2 separate regions of the Pan troglodytes genome follow, and region 1 is linked to region 2. The links are chromatin contacts, called in public HiChIP or PLAC-seq maps. All regions are on one chromosome and are shown on one strand. The core of a region is the stretch at or near the end of the contact, and the rest is flanking DNA. Distances in the headings are between cores, read along the strand shown.

Region 1 (5,280 bases), core at 401-2,900, 390 kb after region 2:
TGCCCAGCCTCTTTCCATTCTTATGAGCGCCTCTGAATCATGATATTCAGATGTCCCTCCTGGCTGGTCCTCCACATGGCTGGGGCACCTTTCAGATGTTCAGACCCTAAGTGCCCAGACAACCTATTTCTTCCTCGAAAGGCAGAAACCTGTTCTTGCCCATCTGTTCCCTCTCTTCTGAGAGCAGCCACCACCTTTCATCCAGCCCATCTGCAGGACAGGACATAATGTCACCCTGGACTCATCTCTCCTCACCCCCTAAATCTACAGTCACCCAGTCCTGGGGGGTCCACGTCCTGAGGAAGGGAGGCGCTCGCAGGGGACAAGGCTGCACAAGTTAGCAGAGCCTCATAGGCCATGATGTGGAACTTTAGGTTTATTCAGGAGGAGATGGGAGCCTTGCGAGGTTTTTGAACAGGAAAGTGGTATGATCTGGCAGGTTTTAAAAGGATTCCTAGACTGGTCAACATAGCGAGACCCCATCTCTAAAAAAATAAATAAATAAATTAGCTGCACCTGGTGGCACAGGCCTGTAGTACCAGCTACTCAGGAAGCCAAGGCAGGAGGATCACTTGAGCCCAGGAGGTCAAGGCTGCAGTGAGCCATGATCGCACCAGTGCACTCCAGCGTGGGTGATAGAGTGAGACCTTGTCTCAAATAAAAAAAGTGGGATTCGTTTGGCTGCTGTGTGGGGAGGACTGTTGGTTGTCAGGGACAAGGACAGAAGGCTGGAGGTCAGCACACTAGACAGGAGTGGTGGCAGTAGAGGTGGGAAGAAGTGAAATTTTGGATCTATTTTGAAGGTGGAGCCCACAGGACTTGTATAAGACTGATTGGAGTAGGGACTGGGGCAACGACGAGAGAAAGTGATGAAGGGTAACTTTGAGGTTCTGGCCTGAGCATTGGAGGGACGGTGAGGCCATTTCGTGAGGGGAGAAGACCAGGAATTCCATTTGGCCACGTCAGGTTTGACATGCATGTTAAGCGTCTTCCCTCAAAGACTTTATGGACCCTCGTCACTGAGTCGAGCGCCTCCACCAGGGCCCTCAGAGCTGCCCTGATCCTGACTAGCTGTCACTGGTGACAGGTCTGTCTCTCTGCTTCAAGGCAGGGACAGGGTTGGTCTGGTGCCCTCGCTCCCGCCGCCTTGCGCAGAGTCGGTGCTCAGTAAGTATCTGTAGGATGAGGGAATAATAAATGCTCCCAGAAGAGAGGCCGCGGACCCCAGGGATGCCTCTGGATTGCAGCCTTGTCAAAAGGACAGATAATGTGTGGCATGGGGGCGGGGACAGGCAGATAGTAACATAGGGGCGGGGGCAAGCAGATGGTCTTATCCTGTCTTGGGGAAGGGAGTGGCCCGGTAAGAGACAGGCCGGACCGCAGCGTTCAAAGTGGGAATCCTGGCTACAAGGCCTCAGGGACACGGGCGCTGGGAAATCACAGAGGCCTTACGCTCGAAGAGACCCTCAACCCTCCCACGGCACCGCAACAAAGAGCCGGAGTCCACATGCCGACCCACCGCAGGAGGAAATACTCACCCGGGCAGAACTCAGTGCTGGGATGCCCACACTGCCCACCACGCGGAAGCCTGGCACGGAAGTGACTCCGAGACTACCACTCCTACAAGGTCTTGGGGCTTTCTTGCCTAGAACTCCCAGAAGCCCATGCGACACTTCCGCTGGATGCGCCCGCGACTCCGGGGTCCCGCTTGGCCTACAACTCCCAGAAACACTTGCATTGCTCTTTCTGCCGCTCCCAAAATACACTGCTCCCCCTCCCCCCGCGTTTACTTTCTGCGCCTGCGCGCGGCCGCAGGGAGCGGCGGAGCTGCGTGTACTGTTGTTGTCATGGCAGCGCGCTGTCACCCGGCAGGTTGCTGGATGGGCGAAGTAGTTGTATTCTGATTAACTGATTTTGTGGGATTATTATAGGATTTTAAGGGGATTACAGGGCCTATGATTTCTGCCCTTTGAGGCGGGGTTGCGGGTGGGAATTGAAGGTGGAACTGCAGGGGTTGGTCGCTAGTGTAAAAGGCGCAGATAGCGCATGCGCAGAGCAGACTTCGAGGATTGGAGTGGAACTCCGCGCGCACGCGGGGGCTGTCGTGATGCGCGTGCTGGAGACCCAGACTCTAAACAGAAGGATCCAAAGACCCTTCTCACCTAACCCAGGAGCCCAGAGGCTCAGAGACTCAGACCCTTGAGACTAAGGGGGTTAAAAACGCAGACCCCTGGCACTAAAGCACCTGAGAGAACTAGTAGACCTGGAGACAACCGTCTGCACCCTAGACACAGGGATCTGGAGGCCTCCACCCTCCCCACAAGGCCCAAGGGTCTTGAAGACCCCGGTGACTCAAATACCGGGGCACAAGGAGTCTAAGGACTCAGATATCTGAGACCCTTGAGATCCGCGTCCCCAAACCTAGGTCCTCGAAAAAACTGAGGCTCAAAATTCCTCTAGATGGCGCGGTGGCTTACACCTGTAATCCCAGCACTTTGGGAGGCCGAGGCGGGTGGATCACGAGGTCAAAAGATGGAGACCATCCTGGCCAACATGGTGAAACCTCATCTCTACTAAAAATACAAAAATCAGCTGGGCGTAGTGGTGCGCGCCTGCAGCCCCAGCTACTCGGGAGGCTGAGGCAGGAGAATGGCTTGAACCCAGAAGGCAGAGGTTGCAGTGAGCCGAGATCGCGCCACTGCACTCCAGCCTGGCCACCGAGTGAGACTCTGTCTCAAAAAAAAAAAAAAAAATCCTCTAGATTAAGGGACCACCAGAGCCTTAGACTGAGATGCGGAGATGTGCAGAGAGCCCCAGGATGTGTAGGTCTACGGCCGGTGATGACGTGAGAAGGAACCCCATGCACCCTGTAGCCCATTTTTTCCCCCATAACAGGAAACCATGATGCCTTCCTTTCATATTAAATGAGCTCCGTGAGGTCACTGTTAAGCCTTATCATGGGCCAGTTCTGTTCATCTGTGTGCGTTGGTTAATTTCTTGAATTTATTTCCTGAGGTCTCCTTGTGTCAGGCTGCCCCTGGGCTAGGTTTAGGTGACACAAATGAATCAGACTTGGTTACTGTCCTCTGAGCATCCCCCATCCCTTACACCACCACCCCGTCCTCCTGGTGGGGGAGACAGGGACTTAGTCAATATGGAGTGATAAAGCTTGAGATGGAAGTGTTAAGAGCCTTGAAAGCTCAATTTCAATCACTGCCAGCCAGGGTGTCAGAAAAAAAAAAAATTTCAACAAAGGCTGCTATGTGCCATGCATCATCTCAGTTTGTTCATCTGTGAAAGGGGGGCAATAATAGCCTGCCTCATAGGATTTATGCGAAGTCAAATTGAATTAACAACACCTCTCAAGAATTTAGAACAGCTTCTGGCACATAGTATGTGCTCAACAAGTGGTTATTATTCTCATCTCAATTCTCATAACATTAAGATTATATGTTACATATGAGTTGGGTACAATTGTAATTCTTCTTCTTCTTTTTTTTTTTTTTTTTTTTTTGAGATGGAGTCTCACTATGTCACCCAGGCTGGAGTGCAGTGGCGCAATCTCGGCTCACTGCAACCTCCACCTTCTGGATTCAAGTGATTCTCCTGCTTCAGCCTGCTGGGTAGCTGGAATTACAGGTGCGCTACCACACCTGGCTAATGTTAGTATTTTCAGTAGAGACGGTGTTTCACCATATTGGCCAGGCTGGTCTCAAACTCCTGACCTCAAGTGATCCCAAAGTGCTGGGATTACAGGTGTGAGTCAGCATGCCCAGCCTTGTAATTCTACTTAGGTGAGGATCTTGAAGCTCAGTGATGTCACTTCCCTGGACTGCCTGACTCTACAGCAGGGGTTGCAAACCTTTCCTGTAAAGGGCCAGGTAGCCAATATTTTAGGCTTTGTGGGCCACAGGGTCTTTGTGGCAACTCTGCTGTTGTATGTTGAAAGCAGCCATTGATATAAAATAAGCAAGTGAGGGTGGCTGTATGCCAATAAAACTTTATTGACGGACACTGACATTTGAATTTCATGTAATTTTCATGTGTCAGGAAATATTCTTCTTTTGAAGAATTTTGAAGATTTTACACCATTTAAAGATGTAAAATCATTTGTAGCTTGTGGGCCATGTAAAAACAGGCAGCAGGCCCGATTTGGCTGGTGGGCTCTGGTTTGTAGCTCCTTGCTCAAAGCCTGTCTCCTTAGTCTCCAAGCTGTGCTTGCTCCTGGAAGAGGTGTGAAGTGTGGCAAAGGAGGTTGAGAATTTGAGGGTCGAAATGGCCTTTTAATACAGAAGAAATCGCCTGAGCAAAGAAAGATCTTGTGGCAAGAAAGCACAGGGTGCCTTTTGTTTGAATGCAATTTATGTTATCTAATCAGGTTATGCACTTAAATGCTATAAAATGGAAACAGTGCATAGACTCTACAGTGAAGTCTCCCTGTCGTCTCCCCCCACCCACCCACTGTCTAGTTCTCCTCCTCAGAGGCAGCCTCTGTCCTGCAACAATGTGGGAGTGCATGCTGAATCGGGGTGTATAGAGTTTCCCCATTCTCCTCTGTGGGACCAGGATAAGAGTGGGATATTTGGGGCTCCAGAGATAGATGGGAAAAGAGGTGAGGTCAGCCATGAGAAGCCCTCTCACTCCCAGCCCTCTGCTGTCTGGTTTCTTTCCTGTCTCCCCTAACACAGTCTCCCGATCAACACCAGTGGCCTCTTTATTGACAAATAAAGGTCTAACCTGGGCTCTACCTACTTCTGAGTCTCTTTGCCCTGACCACAAAATCTACCCTCCCTGGTCCTCTTTCTGGCCAAACCATGTCAATCAACTTGCCAGGAGCCTTGTACTCCACAGCTCTGTCATTTCTCTGCAAAGTCCCCAGGTGAGCTCATCCACTCCTGCCACTCCCGCAACTTCCGTCTCTGCCCTGATGCCTCCCCACTTTCCTGCATATCTCCACTGCATCCTGAGACTCGGACCTGCACAGTTAGCCCCTGGTGGTGGCACTGGCATGCTTCAGCCTCTAGGTGAGGATCCTGAGTCACTTCGCTGACTCTTTTTCTCACCCACTGCCCCCCATGGTTCAGTGAAACTTGCCAATTTTGCTTCTTGAAAGTTTCTCAGACCATTCCCTTCATCCTTGTGGCCCCTGCCTCGGCTCAGCTCATCCTTTTTTTTTTTTTTAATTATTCATTTATTTATTTATTTTTTTGAGATGGAGTCTCACTCTGTCACCACGGCTGGAGTGCAGTGGCATGATCTCAGCTCATTGCAATCTTCGCC
Region 2 (6,004 bases), core at 2,372-4,871:
AGTGGGTGGGGGGCAGATGTGTTTTAGGGCATGCCTTCTCTTATCAGTGAAGGAGTTGGGGAAGCTTCACCTCCAGGTAGGGGACCCCCTTCTCAAAGGACTGGGGGTACTCCCGCAGCAGCCTCTCCTCCTCCAGGAAGTTGGCATCGCGGCCTGAGGTGGCCGGTTGGAACAGGCCATAGTTGAGCACATCCTGCAGGCTCTCGCTCAGGGCACAGAGCACCTGCTGCTTGGCCGTCCAGATGGTGGCATCGGGGTTGAAGCGTAGGCATTTCTGGTTGGGGAAGAGATAGGGGCTAGGGTGGGCCAGGGGCCAGAGAAGAGCCTGAGGTGGGTTGGGAAGTGAGCCAGGAGCTGAGTGTGGGGGTGATTCCTGGGAGGATACCCAGCACCAGTGGACTCCCCATGTCGGTTGGGGCCCTGTCCCTCTCCTGCCGCTGGCCAGTGGGCAGGTACTCACTGTCTGGTGCAGGTCCGGGATGCCAATCCTGAAGACCATCATGCTGAAGTGGGCGTCGTCTGGGACGGACATTGAGCGACCCTGGAGGCCTCTAACAGAGGCCAGGCTACCAGGTGCCCCACTGCCCTGGCCCCGGGTCCCCCGGGGGCCTCGACCTGGCCCGTCTGGGGAGCTGTCGGACTCTGAGCCCCCCTCCGGACACTCGCTGGCACTGTGGCGTTCCTCGTCCTCGCTTGTCGCGGGGCTGTGGGTCATCGTGGGGCCACGGGGCGACGGGGGACGGCAGCATCACAGGCGGCTGCAGGGGCCAAGGGCGGCCATCAGACTAGGAGCCCGGGACCCCTCAGAGGCCGCAGGCGCTATTCAGTGGTCAAGCGGTCAAGGGCAGCCTACCCCCACTGCCCAAGATAGGCAGGAAGGAGGCCGGACACACCCTCGGCCTGCACGGCCTCCCCTGCCGCCTCCTCCCACGCTGGCACGCACACACCCCTGTCCCTGACATGCTTCTGGCATGTGTCTCCTTCCCTGCCCTTGGCCCCGCTTGCAGCCCGCCCCCTGCGCCCCACTTTGCTGGTGACCCAGCGTGGCCGTGTCCCAGAAACCGCAGAATCACCGCGGGAGCTACTGGCCCACTTTGCCAGGCCACAGAAAATGCAGCTAAAATTAGCTAAGGACAGACAGGTGGACAAACTGACAGGCATCCTGCCCTCCTGGCCCCAGCCTGGCCCCTCATCCCAGGGCCGGGGGGTGGGGTTGGGGAGAAGCTGAGGCTGACACTGAGATGTAGTAAGGGGGAGAGGGAGGTGTGGTGAGCCTGGAGCGGGTGGAGCTGGTGACTTCACTCAAGTGTGGCTGACAACGCGTGGCATGCCGAGTAGTGCTGGGGAATCTGCCGTCCCAGGGGAGCAAGGGGCACTGAGATGGGGGTGTCATGGGCAGAGCATTTGGCCTAGGGTGAACCCAAGGGAACCACAAGAGGTGGCTTTTGGAGACTGGGGCATCTTGAGAGGGTGTGCGGGTAGGTGGGGAGGTCGGCCTGGGGAGTGCTGTCTAGGTGACAGTGGTGTGGTGGCCCGGGTAGATGTGGGTGGCTGCAGATGACCTGTAGCTCTTTTCTAGGACTGCAGGGTGGGTGGGCTGGCTTGCTGGGTACTAGGGGCTCCACTCTGAGGACTGGGGGTGTTAGGAGGGAGGCCAAGAAGTGAGAGGAGGGTCTGGGGAACTGAGGTGGGGGATCATCTCTAGATCCTTGCTGTTCTCCCTTGAGATGGCCTTATGAGGGTGGAGCCCCTTCCAAATGGGGTCCACCTCCCTTCTGTTCTCCCCCAACTCCCACCCCAGCACCGGAAACCAGAATGTCTGGTCTGGTCCCTCCCCCCCACACCAGGCCCGGTTCCTGCACCGTTGCCATGGAGATGGGAAGCAGTGGAGGGTACTGCTGACTTTGGGGGAGTGGGGATGGGCTGGGGGGTTGGGAAAGGGAAGACTAAATGTGTGTGGTGGGAGGAGAGTTCCAGGAGGTGTGGGCGAGCGAGCCTCTAACCCAGGGCCGGCGGACCCCTCCCCCACGCGCGGCAGCGCTGCGAAGCCCCCTCCCCCTCCAGGTACCCAGCCACGCCGCCCCACCTCGTCCCTGCGGAGACCCCGGCCGCCTCCTCCCTGCCCCGCCGCACAGCCCACCTCGCGATCTGGGGCCCGCAGACACTCCCCCTCGGCTGACCCTGGCTGACCCCCAGCCTCAACCCCGCTCGGAGGGGGTGGCCGGTGGGATGAAAGAAAAGCTGGCTAGGGCCCCCCGCGCGTACGGCTGCCCCAGCCCCCCCGGGCCGGCTCCGGCCCCTCCCCCTCAGGGCTCGCGGGAGGGAGCGGGCACGCTCCGCCGGGGCGGCATGAATCAAACGCTCCGCGGCTAAGAATAGCTGGCACGCAGCTGGTACCGAGACGGGCTGAGGAATCGGCGAGGGGGGTGGTGGAGGACGCGAGAGAGGGGGTGCCCTGGGAGGCTGTGGGGGGACAGGGGGCGGCTGGCGTGGCCGAGAGCGGGGCCAGGGAGAATGAATGGAGGCGGAGGGAGGCGGGGAGGGGCGGGGAGAGAGAGCCGGAGCCGAGGCTGGGAAACTGGTGGGGGAGAACCCGGCCGGGGAGAGGGGCGGGGGGCACCGGGGAGCAGGAGTCGGGGGCGGGAGCCGAGGGGGCGCGCCGGCCGGCGGTGTAGGGACTGGAGACCTGGTGGGGACGCAGGGAGCTTGGGCAGGGGTGGAAAGGGACTGGAGGAGCCTGGAAGGAGAAGCGGGAGCTGGAGGGGTCGAAAGGGGCGGAGGAGGCCCGGGCCTAGACCCTCGCTGGAGGGGAGTGGGGACCAGGGTGACCTGGCGGAGGGGCCCAGGTACGCCAGGGAGGGCGAGGCGGGGGAGTGGCCGGGCTGGGCGGGGAGGCGGGTACCAGGACCGAGCCCTTGGCCCCGGAGAGCCGGGAGGCGGGTTCGGGATAGGGGCTCTGCTGGCGGGGGGTGGGGGGCGCGCCCTCCCATCAAGGATGCGATCTGGGACGGGGCACCGGGGACCCGGGCGTAACCCAATTTGGTGTCGCCCAGGGCAACGCTCCCCACCTCACCCGTACCCCCAGCCGCACACCCAGGCCAGGAGCCCGGCGCCGGGCCAAGGACATCCGGGGCGCCCTCGCCCCTTCCCGCGGCCCCGGCCCCGCAGCTGCCCCAACCCCCCAGGTTCTCGACCCCCTTACCTGCCTGGCGGGGCTGCTGAGTCCCGGTCGGCGGCGCCCGCGGCCCCTCCCCCCTCCCCCCACCCCCCACCCCCCCGGAGACGGGGGACCCTCAGGCCATGCCCCACCGCCCCGGAGGGCGAGCGGGCCCGGGGAGGGGGCGGGCGGGGACCGGGGGGGAGGGCGGGAGGGCCGAGGACCTCACCCCCCCCGCGGGCCGGGCCTGGCCATCCGCAGAGCGCCCCCCCTTCCGCCGCGGCCGCCGCGCCCCTCCTCGCCCGCCCCCGGCTCGGTCCGGCCGGCTCCGGGCGCCGCGTCTCCGCCTGCTCTTCCTCCTCCTCTTCCTCGGGCCGCCGCCGCCGCCGCCCGCTCCGCGCCTCCTCTGCCACCCTTCTCGCTCTCTCGCTCTCGCTGTCTCTCCCTCACCCTGTCTCTCTCCCTCCCTCTCTCCCTCCCTCCCCTCCCTCCGCCCTCTCCCCTCCCTCCAGGAGCCGGCGGAGGAGACATCGCCCCTCCCCGCGCCCCCAAACCTCGCCCATCCCCCACCGCCGCCGGCTCCGCCCCCTACCCTTGCCCTCCCCCACCACTCCTCACCACCTCCGAGTCCCCAAATCCTGACTCCGCCCCTGCTTGCTCCCATACCCCGACGAAGGGGTCCTGCCCCCATAAGGGTGCCCCCCACACACACCTCAGGATCACCCCCTCCCAGAGAGCTCCCCGCCGCCCTACACAGAGTGGGGCACAATAAATATTTGTTGCCAGACTCTACACCCCCAAATTTAAGTGTGAAGGCTATAGATTCCCACCCTGTCCCCCCAAACACACACACACCCTTTCCATTTAAGCACTGGGTCAGGGCACACGTGGACATACCTGGGCCAGGCCACATTTCCCCAAGGCACAGGTGCATAGTCACCAGCTGTAACGGCACCTGCAGAGTCCCCACATACACACCCTCTCCAGCGCATGCATGCCCAGACACAATGCACCTGGGGTACACAGCTACAAACACACCCAGCTACATGCAGTTGTCACACCCCTGTGCCCGGGCACACACGCAGCACATGCACACATTTGCCCACCACACACGCACGTGCGCGCGCACACACGCACACAGGCGTTCACCCCGGTATGCATGCCCAGATCTCTCAACACCAAAACGGAGTTACAGCACTGTAGAGACGTGTGCACGCCTTCCCATCACACCCACCCACCGTGCTGTCCATTGCACTGGCTCGCACTCACCCATTTACATGCCCAACACCGTGCCATCCTTCCCCTCCAGGATAGTTACTGCTGACATTCCTGGAGCACTTTCTGTGTGCCAGGCGCAGGGACTTTCACCATCCCCATTTTCCAGAGGGGGAAACCAAGGAACAGAGAGGCTAAGTAACTTGCCCAAGGTCATCCAGCTGTAAGGAGGTGGTAACAAGGATCAGGAACAGGTAGGCTGGCTCCAAAGTCCTCACTTGACCACTGTTGTTCACTACTGGGCATATCCCCTCATAGTTGCATATCCTTATTCGTCACACACAGACACACCCAACCGTCTCCTCAGAGTTTGCACATGTCTGTGTAGGCACGCATATGCAGCCAGCTGCAGGCAGACAGCTCATTCATGCCTGGGACGCACCCACAGGGACAGAGCAGATCCCACAGGGCAGCAGTGAGTGATGAGTGTCCCCTTAGCCCAGGCTTCCTCATTCTCCCAGCTCCAACAGCACCTCCAGGGCCTGCAGGGGGCAGTTCTAGGCAGCTTCTGGGTTCCCCTCCAGCTGCAGGCTCTCCGGGGTACCCGAGTATGAGCTGGAGGAGGTGCCTGCTCAGCCTGGGGAGGCCTCTATCTTGATGTGTACCCACTAGCCCAGGTGGTGAGCAGCTGGGCCCGGGGAAAGCACGGCTGCCCATGTTGGCTCCAGCAGCCAGAGAGGCTGTGCACCCCTGCACACTTTACAAGGCCTTTCCCCACATATGCATTATTTCTTGAGGTCTGTAGCTCCTGGTGAGGGGCCCCAGGTTCCCGATGGGCACCTGAGAGGCCCAGGCTCTGAGGCAGGGAGCAGTCTGCCCAAGGTCACAGTGCCCTCGATGTACCAGGATTTCTTGGAAAACGGAAGGCTGGAGGCACTGATTTCCAAGGCCCCTCCTGGGGCTCCCGGCAGCCGAGGGCAGATGCCCTGCTCTTGGAGCCAGAAACCTTGGCTAGCTGCCGCCACACTGGTGACCTCCAGCAGGCTATGCTGTTTCAGAGCCTCGGTCTCCTCCTTTGAAGAGCAGGCCCAGTGATCCTTGGCTGGTGTGCCCCATGCTTGTTGGCACCACCAGCCAGGCCTGGGCGGGAAAAGCCCTGCGTGACTCATGGGCCTGACATAGAGGGGCATGGCATGGCATTGTTCTTCCTTGCCTCCAAGCCTCTCTCCCACTGCCCTCACCACCTCTACCTACCCTGCCACCACCACCCTGGGAACTTGGGTGCCAGCAAACCAAAGAGGTGAAGCTTCCAGGCCTTTGACCCCACCAGGAACGGCTACCCTCTCGCCCACTCAACAGGTTGGTTGAACACCTACTATGTGCTAGGTAGGCCTTGTGCTAGGAGATGCATCAGTGCATAAAAATCCCTGCTTTCATTGGCAGGGAACAGACATAAACAAACAAACAAGATCATGCCAGTCTTGATTATACCAAAAAGATGAAATGGGGCATTTTAATAAAGTAACTTGCGGAATAGATAAGGTGGTTGGGGAAGACCTCCTGGAGCTGAGACCTCGATGATGAGAAGGAGCTGGGGAAAGAGGCTTCTAGAAGGAGGAAAGGGCTAGTGCA

What was found. HiChIP or PLAC-seq counts read pairs in DNA pulled down with a chosen protein or histone mark.
Region 1: a contact with region 2 is called in an H3K4me3 HiChIP or PLAC-seq map of stem cell-derived excitatory neurons, with 2.8 times the contacts expected there. The contact joins the promoter of CTU1 here to the promoter of SHANK1 in region 2.

The regions. Positions count from the first base shown.
Region 1 is chr20:53,994,357-53,999,636 of NHGRI_mPanTro3-v2.0_pri, forward strand. CTU1 (cytosolic thiouridylase subunit 1) reads right to left here and starts at 1,651. Exons shown (of 3, transcript XM_001174153.7): 1 at 1,539-1,651.
Region 2 is chr20:53,604,938-53,610,941 of NHGRI_mPanTro3-v2.0_pri, forward strand. It overlaps SHANK1 (SH3 and multiple ankyrin repeat domains 1), which reads right to left and starts at 3,622. Exons shown (of 24, transcript XM_024351604.3): 1 at 3,203-3,622; 2 at 461-758; 3 at 71-274. The coding sequence starts at 715. CLEC11A (C-type lectin domain containing 11A) reads left to right here and starts at 2,500. Exons shown (of 5, transcript XM_054672655.1): 1 at 2,500-2,846; 2 at 5,593-5,731. The coding sequence starts at 2,515.